Regions from separate parts of the Mus musculus genome. Here region 2 is linked to region 1. A link is a contact called in public HiChIP or PLAC-seq data. All regions are on one chromosome and are shown on one strand. Each heading gives the region's core, a stretch centred on a gene start, on an enhancer-like site or on the middle of the called end of the contact. The rest is flanking DNA. Distances are from core to core; before and after follow the strand shown.

What was found. HiChIP or PLAC-seq counts read pairs in DNA pulled down with a chosen protein or histone mark.
Region 2: an H3K27ac HiChIP or PLAC-seq map of thymic regulatory T cells shows a contact between it and region 1, with 3 times the contacts expected there. The contact joins the enhancer-like site here to the promoter of Mysm1 in region 1. A contact is called at or near these places in 1 of 39 promoter capture datasets (liver), 4 of 115 datasets of contacts at active chromatin or transcription factors (bone marrow-derived macrophages, embryonic stem cells and thymic regulatory T cells) and 2 of 9 other capture datasets (adipose tissue and liver).

What each region holds. Positions count from the first base shown.
Region 1 is chr4:94,975,335-94,982,214 of GRCm38.p6, forward strand. Mysm1 (myb-like, SWIRM and MPN domains 1) reads right to left here and starts at 3,766. Exons shown (of 20, transcript NM_177239.3): 1 at 3,670-3,766. The coding sequence starts at 3,731. Gm12694 (a long non-coding RNA gene) reads left to right here and starts at 3,787. Exons shown (of 3, transcript XR_867913.3): 1 at 3,787-4,442; 2 at 5,324-5,487.
Region 2 is chr4:95,470,322-95,477,135 of GRCm38.p6, forward strand. The region is part of intron 1 of Gm830 (a long non-coding RNA gene); the gene reads right to left. Among named protein-coding and RNA genes, the nearest start is that of Gm12707, 12 kb to the right of the region's middle. Within about 2 kb of position 4,575, at least 20 of the 459 cell types and tissues checked have an H3K27ac peak or open chromatin away from gene starts, as enhancers often do. A contact at or near this core is called in thymic regulatory T cells, where this site is marked.

The DNA.
Region 1 (6,880 bases), core at 2,516-5,015:
TTTTCAGCTACAGATCACATAAGACAGGGCCTGGCCAGTTATTGATACAAAGCACCTTCTTTCCTTAACAAAGATTTGAACACAACAATACCTGCTCTGCCCTGTCAGCCTATGAGAGAACTGTAATGCAGCACAACAGCCACACACACACACACACACACACACACACACACACACAATAGTTAAATCTTTTAGAACAGTTAAGTCTGCCAAGAGTGCAAGAGCCTACTATCATTTCAAGTCATTGCAGAAATATTTTCATGTGGTCTACCATAGTGAGGACTTGCAACATTCACACTTGATATATGCATCAGAACACCTACCTGAATCTCCTTAAGGACCACAAGTTACATGGCTAAGCTTAAAATAACCTTTCCTCTCAAACCTGTCAGGTTTCCACTGTATACTCTCTTAGCCCTTGTAACATCAATCTCCCTAGCCGTCCAAGACACTAGGACCTGTTTGTTTCTGAATCTGCCCCTTTTCTTTCACTGTTTCCACTCTTTGTTTCACATCTGGGTCAGTGCAGGAGAAAAAGCTAGCAAGCCAGCTTCTCATCTTCCTTCACCCTTGTCCATTTACCTTCATTGAACACAGACATAAAGTTTAATGTCTGTTCTACCCACCAAGAATTAATAGTTTTATGACAGCAGGGACTTCATTTTCACAACTGCTATATACACTCAGGGGATGACACAGAATGTAATCAACAGTTGAATGAATGAGTAAAGAAACAAATGGGTAACGGACAGAGGACTGTAGTAAAGAATGAAGATTTTATCACAAAAGTACCCACCATGGTAGTACTTAATTGTAATACCAGAACTTAGGAGGTAGAGTCAGGAGGATCAGGAGTCCAATATATGGTAAATTCCTGGCCAGCCTTATCAAAGCCTATTGGAAATGGAAGGTAATAACATAATCAGATTTGGATGTAGAGAACATAATTATAAAACTACTAGAAAAACACAGCAATAATTTGTATCTATAAAAAAGGCAGAATGAGCAAGAGTGCTGTCTGAAAGGACACTTAATAAGTGACCAGATTTTGGGGGGTGGGGGGTAGAAAAATGACAGAAGGAAAAAGGAGGGAGTTCAGGTCTGTGCCTGGAGACTGTGTGGATGTTGCCATCATGCACTGAACTAGGGACAGCTCAGAGAAAAATCTGAAAGAGGGAAGCTGATACAGTGATGCTGAGGTACTTGTGAGACACAGAAGTGCTGGTAGGTTCTAGTTAGAGTTCTGATCGGAAGCTCACAGACACAGGTCAGTGAGGGTTTAGGGAAATAAAAACAAGTGTTAGGTTGAATTTGAGAGTTAGGTTTGTACATTAGAATGGCAGGGTAGCAAAACATCAACTTGACAGAAATTAAGTCAGGAGAGATGCCAGGCTTGGAGATATCACTAGGAATGGCCACTGAGCACAACTCTTATGGCAAAACACATTTCCTCAAGGAGGGTTCAAAAACATTCAGAAAAGGAAGATGAGAAGAAATAATAGTTGAAAGAAAACCAAATTGCAATGCTTGGTTTTCGTATCTAGCTTTCAGTAAATGCTTAAAACTGGTATGTTTCAAACTAATCTTCAAGAGTTCCTTAAATGCTACTGTCCCCTGTAACACAAAATACCTCAAGGGGCACTCGGCACACTAAACTCAACATGATTCAAACTCCAGCATTACAGGGCACCATTCCACATAATGTCAGTGATGCTCCAGAAGCAGTGGCTGACATGAGGACCCTCCTAATCCTGCTTGCATGCTGCATAGAAAGAAAGAAAGAAAGAAAGAAAGAAAGAAAGAAAGAAAGAAAGAAAGAAAGAAAGAAAGGAAGAAAGGAGAGAGAGGGATGGAGGGAAGGAGGAGAGGAAGAGGAAGGGGAGTGGAGGAGAAGGGAAGGGAAAAGAAAAAGGGGAAGAGGGGAAAAGGGGAAAGGGAAGGGAAGGGAAGGAAAGAAAAGACAGGACATGACTGCTCCTAAGTATGGCGGAGAAGAAAGTTCATTGTAGATAAAAGGGAGAGCATATGCAATGGTGGGGAACATCCAGAGAGAATATGACCCTGAACTGGGCCATGTAAAGAGAATGCAGAGAGAAGCTGCAACAGAGAGAGGCTGCCTGGGCCAAGAGACAGGCCAATAGAGTAAAGGACAGACCAAAAGGGCCAGATAGCCAAAATGGCTGAATTATATAGAGAAGGGCAGCTGGGGGAAGGGCAGACTAACTTCAGGGCTAAAGAAAATAGGGTAGGAGGCAGGGTATGCCAGCCATACCCTGCAACAGGCAAGACTGAAGGATGCTTTAAGAACCTGGAGGCCAGTTCCACTGTAATACAGCACCTCAGGTAATCATTTGTCTCTCCTTTGAGACCTAACATACGAGGTTAACATTACAACATGCCACCAGTAGTCTCAAGTGTCAAGAAAATGGTACAAGAAAAAGGGATGAAAAACTAAACACAACCAGGAAAGTTAAAACGAACCCTTGAGAGAGGCACAGAGCCAATGCTTTCAGGTGACGGTCACTGAACACCAGGTGAATTCCTTTATGAACTCCAAACTGCCCTCGCCCACTGAGGTCACCGATTCTCAAACATCACAAGCACTTGCTCAAGTCTGATATATCACACTGGTGTAGAGTTATTGCTATCTCAGGCTATCCACGTAACTTTTGAACTTTTGAGAAAATATTTATGTGAAGTTAACTACCCCTCATTTTCATCACATTTTAAGAACTCACTGGCTATTTTAAAATGCTTCTTATTCTGGTGCCTTATAGAGGAGGACTGGCAGTCTACAGTGGAGCAGCCCTCCTGTCAAATGAACTATATGGGCTGAAAATGGAGCAGTACTAGTAATAGTATGTACTTCAGCAGAATTCTAACGAAGTCGCTGACAAGTTACAAGTAATGTACCTGGCTTCTACAGGAGGTCCTATCTGGCCCCCATTACTTAAAAGGAGGGATACCGCGTCCTCCTAAAGGCACGTGTCAAATCAGGTTCAGTTTAAAATCACACTGCCCGTCCTTGCAGGCACTGGCATGACACCCCTAACTGGGTCTTCACTACATTATCCTAACACAGCAAAGAAAACATCTGCCGAGCATTCTCCATATGCTAAAACATCTCTCAGAATTATTTCATTCGATGCTTACAACAGTAAGATCGACAAGTGATTCTTGGTTTCCAAGCAAGCGGAGCCTTGCTTGGAAATGCCTCAAATGCCTTGATCACGGTCAGAGTGACAGTAAACAGGAAGAGCAAAAGCAAAAGGCAAACATGACTTGTCCAACTCTAAAATCTGGATCCTTTAGGGTAAGCTGCCTTTCCCCCAAGTTTTCAACAACTTGCTCTGAGAAGGAGGAATCAAACGACTGGACCAGGTCGCTAGCGGGCGCAGGACTAAATTAGACGCCAGTGTTCAAGATGCTGTGAGGCGCCTGAGACAGCGCGAATGCAGGTAGGAATCCGAATTAAACACTGTCCATCGCAGCCCAGAAAGTGGAGATAAACAGTGCAACCTGGGGCACCGGGTCCACTCCCGGACCCGGCCGACTTCCGGCTGGGAGCACCCCGGGTCCCGACGCCGTCCACACGGACCCTCGGCCAACCGCATCCTCCGACCCTTGCCTAGCACAGCCCGGCCCGCAGGACCCCGCTCCGCGCCTCACCCCGGCTGTGCAGCCGCCGCAACATCTCCTTCCACATCCACATCCGCCTCCTCCGCCTCCATGACTGCACCTGACGCAGGCGTACTCGCGAGATCCCGCGAGATGCGGCGGGGCGGGACCGGGGGCGGGCCCAGGGCCGGAGGCGGGGCCTTGGCGTGGCGCACTTCCGGGGAACTCCGGCGAGTAAGACCAGGAGACTGCGTGAAAGCTGCTTCCCCAAGGACCGCATGGGTTATCTCACTTCTCTCACGTCTTACGTGGGCTAACTCACAGCAGATCTTTTTCCATTCAGGCGAGAGACCCTGCTTTGTGGCATCCATTGTCTCTGGTTCATTTTCGCACACACACACACGCGCGCGCGCGCCTACCCGCCCCGCCCGCCACCGTGAATTATTAGAATGACCCAGTGGAATGGATGCAGGTTTCACGGATTTTATTTTATGGATAAGTAAATAGACTCAGAAAACTGACGTGATTGTTCAAACAGAGAGCTTGGTAGATTGATCTTTTAAACTCTGCCCTGAGTGTTTGCCATATACATACAAATCATTGCTGGGAATCTGTGAAGCAAAGAACTTAACGGTTTTCCAAGAAATCAGAGTCTTGCTTCTGCATTTTTCTGCCCTCAAATCTGTCTCTCATACAGTTAGAATCCATGACTCATTGTCTTCTCGATCAGACTGTGACTTCTTTAAGGATAAAACCTGTCTGGTAGTCCTTACACTGCCTGCGTTCAGCACAGTGTCTCACGTAGTAGAAGCTGTGTTGGACAGGTAAGTGTATTGGGAACCAGCAAAATAAACCTGATTTGTTGTTGTTTTGTTTTGATTTTTTGAAATAGGGTTTCTCTGTATAGCCCTGGCTGTTCTGGAACTCACTCTGTTGACCAGGCTGGCCTTGAACTCAGAAATCCACCTGCCTCTGCCTCCCAAGTGCTGGGATTAAAGGCATGCGCCACCACGCCCCGCAAAATAAACTTGTTCTTTTTTTTTTTTTTAAGTACTACCATGTCGTTTTCAGGCTTCATTTAATCATAGGGGTAAACTAAATTCAAGGTCCCAGGCCCTGGGGGAGCTTCTGTTGTAAGGAGACAGCTATTTGAGCCCAGCCATCTCAGAGACAACTTAGAAGGAGACAATTGTCTGCGTCCAGTCATCTCAGGGAAAGTTGTAAGGAGACAGCAGTTTGAGTCCAGCCATCTCAAGGACACTCTCCAGCTTGCTGTAGGGTCAAACTAAGTTCTTGTTCCCAGGCCCAGGAACCAGCTCCTATTCTGATTGGTGGAAATTCGCATGCTCAACCCTTTATGGTCAAAATATGATTGGCCGAAGCTACAGCCTACCCTGCTTGCCCTCCCTTACTTTATGGTTTCATCCTTTAAATATGCTATGTAATTCCCCTAAAAAGTCACTCTCCGGACTCTGTTCTATGTTCTCCGGCCTTGGTCGATCAGTAGCAGCTTGAATACAATACATCATTCACTTGATGTATGAGTTATGTTGGATCTATGCGGACCCCATAATAAGTGAACGAAACAATAAAACGAGCTTACTTCACACCTCAGCCTGAGAGTGTGATGGCAGGAGAGGCAGAAGAATTTTGTAAAATGAGGGCCCCGTGCTTTAGGAACTGAATAGTGTGTTTTACTTTTCAGGGCAACCTGGAACCATGGTGTTTATTTGTTTGCGCATTGTCAGAGGACTCATCTAGTAATCAATGCTAACAGCTTGCCTGACAGAGCATAGGCACTTAAAGGTGCCTGTTGGATTTAATCGGGAAATGCAAAATAGAAACACCAGTCTCTAACTCAAGAGCCAGGTAAAACTACCAGAGGGAATAATGCAGTACCCATTACTCAGGCAGGGCCAGGGATGGTGCCTGTTTGCCTCAGACATTGTGTGAGGACTGAAGAAACTTTGAGCGAATGTGTTAGGCCTGATTGGAATCCCAGGTGAGTGTGTATTGTTGAGATGTGTTCAGCCCTGTTAAACACCCAAAGACCCAGTCTTGTGGGGCAGCCATCTCTGTTGGGGTCAGGCTCGGAATGGCAAAGCCTTCCTGTGGTCCAAGTATGAGAGTTTATGAACAATTGACTACAGTGTGCAAGCCTTCCTGTGGTCCAAGTATGAGAGTTTATGAACAATTGACTACAGTGTGCAAACCTAACAAGTGCAGTGTCTTCCTCCAGGCTGTTTACAGCCCGAGGCTGTGCCTTTGCCAGGACCGCCTATCTAAGAGACTATCTAAGCCCTGTCCCTGTGCTGTACATAACTGTGCTGGGGCTCTGTGCTCTGGGTATAGTTGGTCCCATTCCATCGGAGTGTGCTCAGCCCACCTGACCCAGCTTTTCTGTGTACACATCTGTTTTTTTTGTTATTATTTTTCTCTTCTTTTTAAATTTCTGTCTCTTTAATCCCTCATCATCCAGTCATGTTTCAAGGTCCAAACCCATGCAGGGAAGCAGAACAGACTAGGAATTCTCATCGTTCATTGGGTAGACGATATGAAGGATATGGCCTAAGTAGGAATAGCTGTGGATAGATAGGCCATTGCTTTGGCACGGCCCAGTAAACCTTAGAAGCAAAACCTGAAAGGATTAAACTGGTTCTAGGTAATTTAACTTCATTATCACCTTCAAGTAGTATGCAGAAATAAAAGAATAAGTATCCAGCCTACAGTAAGTTAATGTTACAGTGTCTGGCATCCAATAGGCATCCAAAGAAGTAAAATATAGGCCATAGAAAAGACATTGTTTCCACTGAAATCTGTTTAGTTATAACACAGATGTTGGAGTTGCTATGTTTAGGACTTACTCATCCAGTACTGGCATGTGAGAGTCCTGATGCTAGAACATTAAAACAATGATTCTAATTGTGTCCTGTGTGTTTAAAAAGTAACATAGACACATGGAAAATACAGAAAGGATAACATTGAACCTTTGGAAATGGAAAGTATATTCCAGAGACAAAGAAAACATTTGATGAGACTAATAGGAGAGTAGATATTCCTAAAGAAAGAATCAATGAACCTGATCATGTAAGAAAATATGTCATTCAAAATGAAATGCATGAGGGGATATAAATAAATAAAAGCAGACACTGAGCTGTTGAAGGAGCAAGAGAAGCAGGTCAGGAAAACATTTACGAAAATAATGACTGAAGACTTTATATTTTGAGAGAAATAATAAATTAATAGATTCCAATAACTGCAT
Region 2 (6,814 bases), core at 3,325-5,824, 500 kb after region 1:
GTTCCAAACTGTTGATCAATTGTTCATCATAGAAAATAGGTGCATGCCACCTCCTCAGAGTTCACCAGAGATTAAGTACCTTTTCCATGGAGGAATGTCCAGGAAGGGGAGCTTATTGGCTAAACCTACAGGGCCTCTAGATATCTCATTAGCATGGAGAACTCTGTTTTGGGCTACGTGACCACAGGCTATGTTTCCTATGATGGAAGTGTGGCACATGTTCCAGGCCAGGAATCTAGTAGGAACAGGGAGCTGTCTACCATCTCAGGTGGGTGCTTGGGTGCTGGGGACTCTGAACCCACTCAAACATACCAAGTTTCCTGGCATGGTCCACTGTCCCACAAATTATGCTTACAATGCTGGAAGAAAATTCATAAATCTCATTTCAAGTCTAATCCTCTGTGATAGACTTAAAAATCAATCGTGTTTCTGTGGAAGCATGCTCAAAGGCAGCTTCAGGAAAATAGCTCTTAGGTCTTTCCTTCTAGGGAGATGGTTCTAGGGTTTTATGACTGTGAAGAGACACCATGACCACGGCAACTCTTATTTAGGAAAACCTTTAATTAGGACTGGCTTACAGTTCAGAGGTTTAGTCCATTATTGTCATGCCAGAAAGCATGGTGAAATGCATGTAGACATGGAGCTAGAGAAGTAGCTGAGAGTTCTACATCTGGATCTGACCAGCAGGCAGTGGAAAGAGAATACCACACTGGGTATGGCTTGAACATCTGAGACCTCAAAGTCTACTTCCTACTGACACATTTCCTCTAACAAGGCTATACCTCCTAATTGTGCCACTGCCTATAGGACCAAGTATTCAAACACATGAGTCTATGGGGGCCATTCCTATTCAAACCACCACAGTCATCAAAATTTTTGGTACTGATTTTGTGGTACTCAGTGTCAGCTGAAAACTGTTTCTTGAAAAGGTCATGTTTTGGTTGAATATGAAATTGGTGGGAAATGAGGAAACTGAAACTTATAGGCAAATTGTATCTTATATATTCTACCAACATCATGTCATGTGAAAAATTAAAAATGGGAATGTCAGAAAGTTTAACACATGCCTTCCGTACAACAACCTTTAAGTAGAAGAGCAGATGTCAAGTTTCTCTATGCTAGAGTCTCTCCTTTTTTCCTCTCATGTCTTGAGATACCTTGCAGTGTTCAATCTAATTGATGCTTAGGAAATGGTGTGAAGTAGAGGAGAAAAGAAGAGATGTTGCCCAAGTGGTACTAATTATCAGGCCAATAGGAGGGAAAGATTGCTGGTAATCTAGTGTATATTATGGTGTTATAACTAATTATATATGCATAAATCAAAACAGATTAGAGGACTTTAAATGTTGCCACAAAACTGAGATAATAAACATGCTACTTAGCTTTATTCCATTATTCTTTACTACATATATTGAAATATCACATTGCGCCACCTAAATGTGTATAATTATTGTAAATTAAATGGAAAATAATATTTAAATATATATTTTTTAAAACTTGAAATAACATTTATTATCTCCAGTGAGTCATGGATTTAAAGGCAGCTGGGCTGAGTGGTTCTGGCTTGGGTGCCTCGTGAAGCTAACAGCCAAGATGTCAACCAACATGTTTTCATCTGAAGACTTAATTGAAGCTGGATGGTCTGCTTCCAATAGCTTTCCATTGCTAATACTCAGGTGCTGGCTGTATTCTTCCCATGTAAACTTCTGCATGATTTCTTGAGTCCCTTCCCAACACAGGATCTGATTTTCATTGGAAATCAGTCCAAAAATTGTGCCACAGGGATGACAGCCTTCTCAAAGCCTAACCTCAGACGTCACAGTGAGTCACTTCCCTCACAATTTATACATTATAATTCTGATCCACATTCAGAGGATGAAGAGAAAGCTTGACTTTAGAAAGGGGGAAAATTGCAGGGTTATTTGAAGGGACCACTCTTAATAACATGGAAAAACTGTTAGCTCTGTGAGCTTTATGTACGGCCTCCACTTTCAAGGCAGAAGCTTTTCGTGTGTCTTGGGTCAAGATCAGACTGCCCATCATGGCCACTAATTCTTTGTATCCTGGAATCCTTCCCAACTGGAGCCAGGTCTGTCTTCACTTAATTTCACATGCCTGACTACTTTTATTGCTTCTAAAGCAGTGATTCTCAACCTTCCTAAGGCTGCAGCCCTTTAATGCAGTTCCTCATGTTGTGATGACCCCAAGTGTAAAATTAATTTTGTTGCTACTTAATAACTGTAATTTTGCTACAGTTAAGAATCATAATGTAAATAGTTTTGGAGATAGAGGTTTGCCAGAGGGGTTGTGACCCACACGCTGAGAACTACCAAATCTAAAGTGTTGTACTATTATATTCCCTATCTGAAAACTCTAAAGAGCCTTCCTTGGTCTCTCTCTGCAACACAGAGATCACCTCTTCATCAGCCTCCCCATCATCTCAGTCCACAGCAGATTCTGTCAGATGCTCTCAGCCTTGGGTGTCTCTATGACACCTTTCCATTGCAGCTATGTAAAGGCGTGCCTGTGATTCATGTGTCTTTCCCACTGTCATTGGCTCTACTAAGACTGCATTTAGTTTTATTCAGCTGGGTCCCCTTTGCACAGCATTACTGAGCACACAATATGTACTTATCCCATTAGAATATGCCAAAAGAATGAAGCCGGAGCCGACGATCTTATAACCGAAGGTATTTGAGCATACCTTCTCTCTGTCTTTTTTTTTTTTTTTCCCTCTCTGACTCTTTTGCAGGTGTGTTTCAGGGAGGTCTGAAATCAGAACAGGGAGACTATGATATGTAGGATCCTGTACTGGCACAACATCTATAAGATGCTGTCCTGCTGTGCTGTGCTTACCACTCCCTACCAAGCTCACTCTGCCTCTCCTATTCCACTTTCCTTTGGCTAGAAGAGCATCTCCCAGAAGGCAGCCTGTCTCAGCGCAGCTAGCCTCCTGACATGTATCCCACACAAGGAAAAACTGTTGGAGTCTCTGAGAACCACTGCCTAGGACTGCAGGAGTCTCCAGAGGCTTCTTTCAGGAACCTTACACAGAGAAGGCTTTCTCCAAATACAAGCCCACAGGGCTTTTAAAAGCACTTCTAAAACGGTGTGTTCCTAGCAGCCATTTTTGATGGGCCTAAGGGATTGTAAGAGCTTCAAAAACTACTACTCAGCCTGTTCCCCCATATGGAGCAAGTTCCATACACGGCAACTTTAAAGACAGAGCCACTTTGGATTTTGCTGTACTCTGTAAATGAAAGCCTCTGCAGGTCCTATCCAAGAGGTTCCAAATGGAGAGTACAGTGTGATACATAGTGCTCATCACCCTAGAGGCCATGTGCTTCTCACAGTGAGCAACTGTCCCAAATTATCACAGAACTGTAAGTAGTCTCCTATAGGAAGCTTGGTGTAAGTCTATCTTCCTTGTTGCCGTCTTTCTTCACATTATAGCATGCTGTGGATTACTACACATTCTTACGCACACAAGCCCTCAAGTATACAATCATCTGCCTGCACACACATGGCCCATGGTGCACCTGGGAAACTGCCCAGGTGTACTGCTTAGCATATGGCCAGCAATGAGTGAGACGAGCATTCGTCTATTGAAGAGTTCTTCCTGCTGCTTTTCTTTGTTTTTACTTCCTCATTTTTTCCTTTCTTCTCTTCTCTTCTCTTCTCTTCTCTTCTCTTCTCTTCTCTTCTCTTCTCTTCTCTTCTCTTCTCTTCTCTTCTCTTCTCTTCTCTTCTCTTCTCTTCTCTTCTCTTCTCTTCTCTCCTCTCCTCTCCTCTCCTCTCCTCTCCTCTCCTCTCCTCTCCTCCCCTCCCCTCCCCTCCCCTCCCCTCCCCTCCCCTCCCCTCCCCTCCCCTCCCCTCTCCTCTCCTCTCCTCTCCTCTCCTCTCCTCTCCTCTCCTCTCCTCTCCTCTTTCCTCCCCTCTCCTACCCTCCTTTCTTTCTTACTTATACATTTCCCTTTCAGTTTTTAACTAAATGAAAATCACATGCCACATATAGAGTGTCTGTTTCAGTGGGAAGAACAGGTTTAGAGGTAGATGGAGCAGGAGGATTTCTCAAGAAGTCTGAAATAAGCCCTCTGAAGACCTTCTATGGTTTGCACAGGAGCCTGAGGTGCAGTATCCTACAATTCATTCTCTTCAAGCCCAATAAAGAATCCCGTTTTACATAAACAGGAGAACTGGGGTCCAAAGAGATTCTATCAGCCTCTATGCACACATAGTTCACTGCTTCCTAGCCATGCCTAACTGCTTAATGCTATAAAACAGATACCAGTGAAGGACACTATGGGAGTGCAGAGGAGGAGAGATTCGCTTTCAGCTAGGTAGATCAGGCAAGATCCTAGGGCTATGGTAAGATAGACACTTTCTTCTTAAACCAGTCTGCTTTGTGCACAAATGACATATCTCCAGTTTATGCTTAAATATCAAAGTTTGCCCAGGGTTGGCGGGGCTTGCTTACTAAATTTCACTCTGATTCAAAACACTGCCCCGAGAGAATGTCCTGTCAATCTTCTTCCTATGACATCTGTTCCACTGCTCAACCCCGACTGCCCACAGGGCAGGAAGTTCTGAACAATTGACACAGTCACTAAGAGAGATTGTTTTTGTTGAGCCACAGGCTGTGTCTCTGTGGTTTCCACCTCCTGATTCTGTGTTCTTGGAGCATCATCAGACTGATGGGTTCCATGATCATGAGAGCATCACGATGTGCAAAGACACCCTGTACATGGTCCCTGAGTGCTTGTCTTCAACTAGACACTCCCATTCCTCCTCCTGGCATGGAGACACAGTAGGACAAGGCAGAAAGTGTGCTGATTCTAGAAACAGACTAATGAATCCTGCTTATCAAACAGCTTAATGACTCAGAGCTTGCAAATATTTGGATAACATAACTCACCTCATAGAGTGTTGCTTTCCTTATTTGCCTAATAAAGATAACTGCAGAGGTGAGTGATCGTCATCCATGTAGATGTATGATCAGCATGCCTGAAAGACTGTAAACTATAGAAGATGTTGTTAATCTGATATGGAAGTCCTGAGCAACAAATTGCTTTCTTCTCCAGGAACAAGCAGGGGAGCTCATTGGAAAGATCACAGGTTGGGATAAACAAGTGTTTAGGGGCCCAAGACATTTACAGTTGACTGAAATCTCTCAAAGGCATTCAAAATGCCTACCTAGAGCAGAAATGCCTAACTTTAGTTTTGCACCCAAATCACCTGGAGATCCTTCCAGAGCAGAATGCTTGGCCTGAAGTTCAGGAAGTTGGGATGGTTCTGGGAGTGTGTCCACCATGTCCCAGGAGGGAAATGATACCTTTGGATCACATTTCGAGAAACCTGATTCTGAAACTAAAGCAGTACTTATGTAATAACAACTTTCACAGGTACTGCGCAGCTGCTTTGTGTATGTCATCATACATAAAGTACACACAATTCTTACATTTCTTCAAAGTAGCCATGTAATTGGGTCTTATTTGTTTATTTCAGGAAGCCTTACTATGTAGTCTAGGCTAGACATGAACTCATAATCCCTCTGACTCTGCTTCCCAAGTGCTGGGGTAACAGGCTCAGGATGACTTTGGAGACAGACACCAATGCTAGAAGTTCATTAACTTTACTTTTGATGGTACCAGAACTAGAGAGAGCATCATCCAGCTCTGATGGCAGGAGGTCTATACCCTCTGTTGCAAAGTTCTTGTAAACCAAGGCACAGAGTGGACCATATTAAAGAGAGCACATCTATAATGGGTAGTTGGATTTGTTTTCAAATGCAGATCCACCTGACCCCAAAGTCTAAGCCCTTTACTCCATCCAGTATGAAAAACATTCCAGCTATGTGCATTCTAGCTAGAAGCCAGGGACCTGCCGGATTTCATTCTGTCCTGTCCTTATTGCTTGACTTCTCCAGGTAATTGTTTCCTTTGTACACTCAATTGGTGGAGTAGAGCTGGCTTTTGTGGGGAATCAAATGAGAGCAGCCGGAGACGAAGTTAGAGCAGCCATTTCTTCATTCTGCCTTAGCTAGTGCTTTTCTTTCAGAGGTTGGAAAGAAACCGGGACTCTGCAAGTGGGGAACCGGCCTGTCAGCTGCACGGGCCTTGGCTTGCAGTGTTCATTAGGGCTGGGCGGGCCTCAGGAGAGCACCTGGGCTGAGAAAAGTAAACTTGTCTCAGTTCTTTAGTCCCTGACTCCCTTCTAGAGTGGAGCCCCAGCGCAGCTGCCAGGCACTAATGCGACCAATTATTTCTGTCCTCAGTTACTAGGTAATAAATCCAGCCCTGGCACCAAGTCGATGGTTTGGCGTGGGAGAAAGCTTGGTTTTAGGATCAACTGCAGCTCCTCGCTGTGGGATTGTGGCTAGGAATCTCAGACTTGAAAAAAGAGTATTGCTGTAGGAGTGCATCACCAACTGCCACCTGGGTATGACAGCCATGTCCTTGCTGTACTCTTCAGCACAAGACAGATGTGGAGTCCACTACCAAGGCTAAGAGACACTACATTTGAGAAGAGCTTAGGTTTCTGAGAGGCCACTGAGGACATCTGTGTTTGTGCACCTACATGGACAGCACACAGTCAAGCCTGGCCTTTTCCTGGTCTCAGTCTTTGCAAATGCCATCCCATCTCCCTGTACAGGATGCTCTGCCTTGGTTCTTTGCACATCTGGAGCATCTGCATTCTTCAGTTATATCCCAAAGATCACCTCTTTCCCTACATCCCATCTAAAATTCCTCCTTTGTTTTTTCAGACATCTTCCTATCATCTATCTTCTTTAGCCCCACGTGAAATATGTCATTTA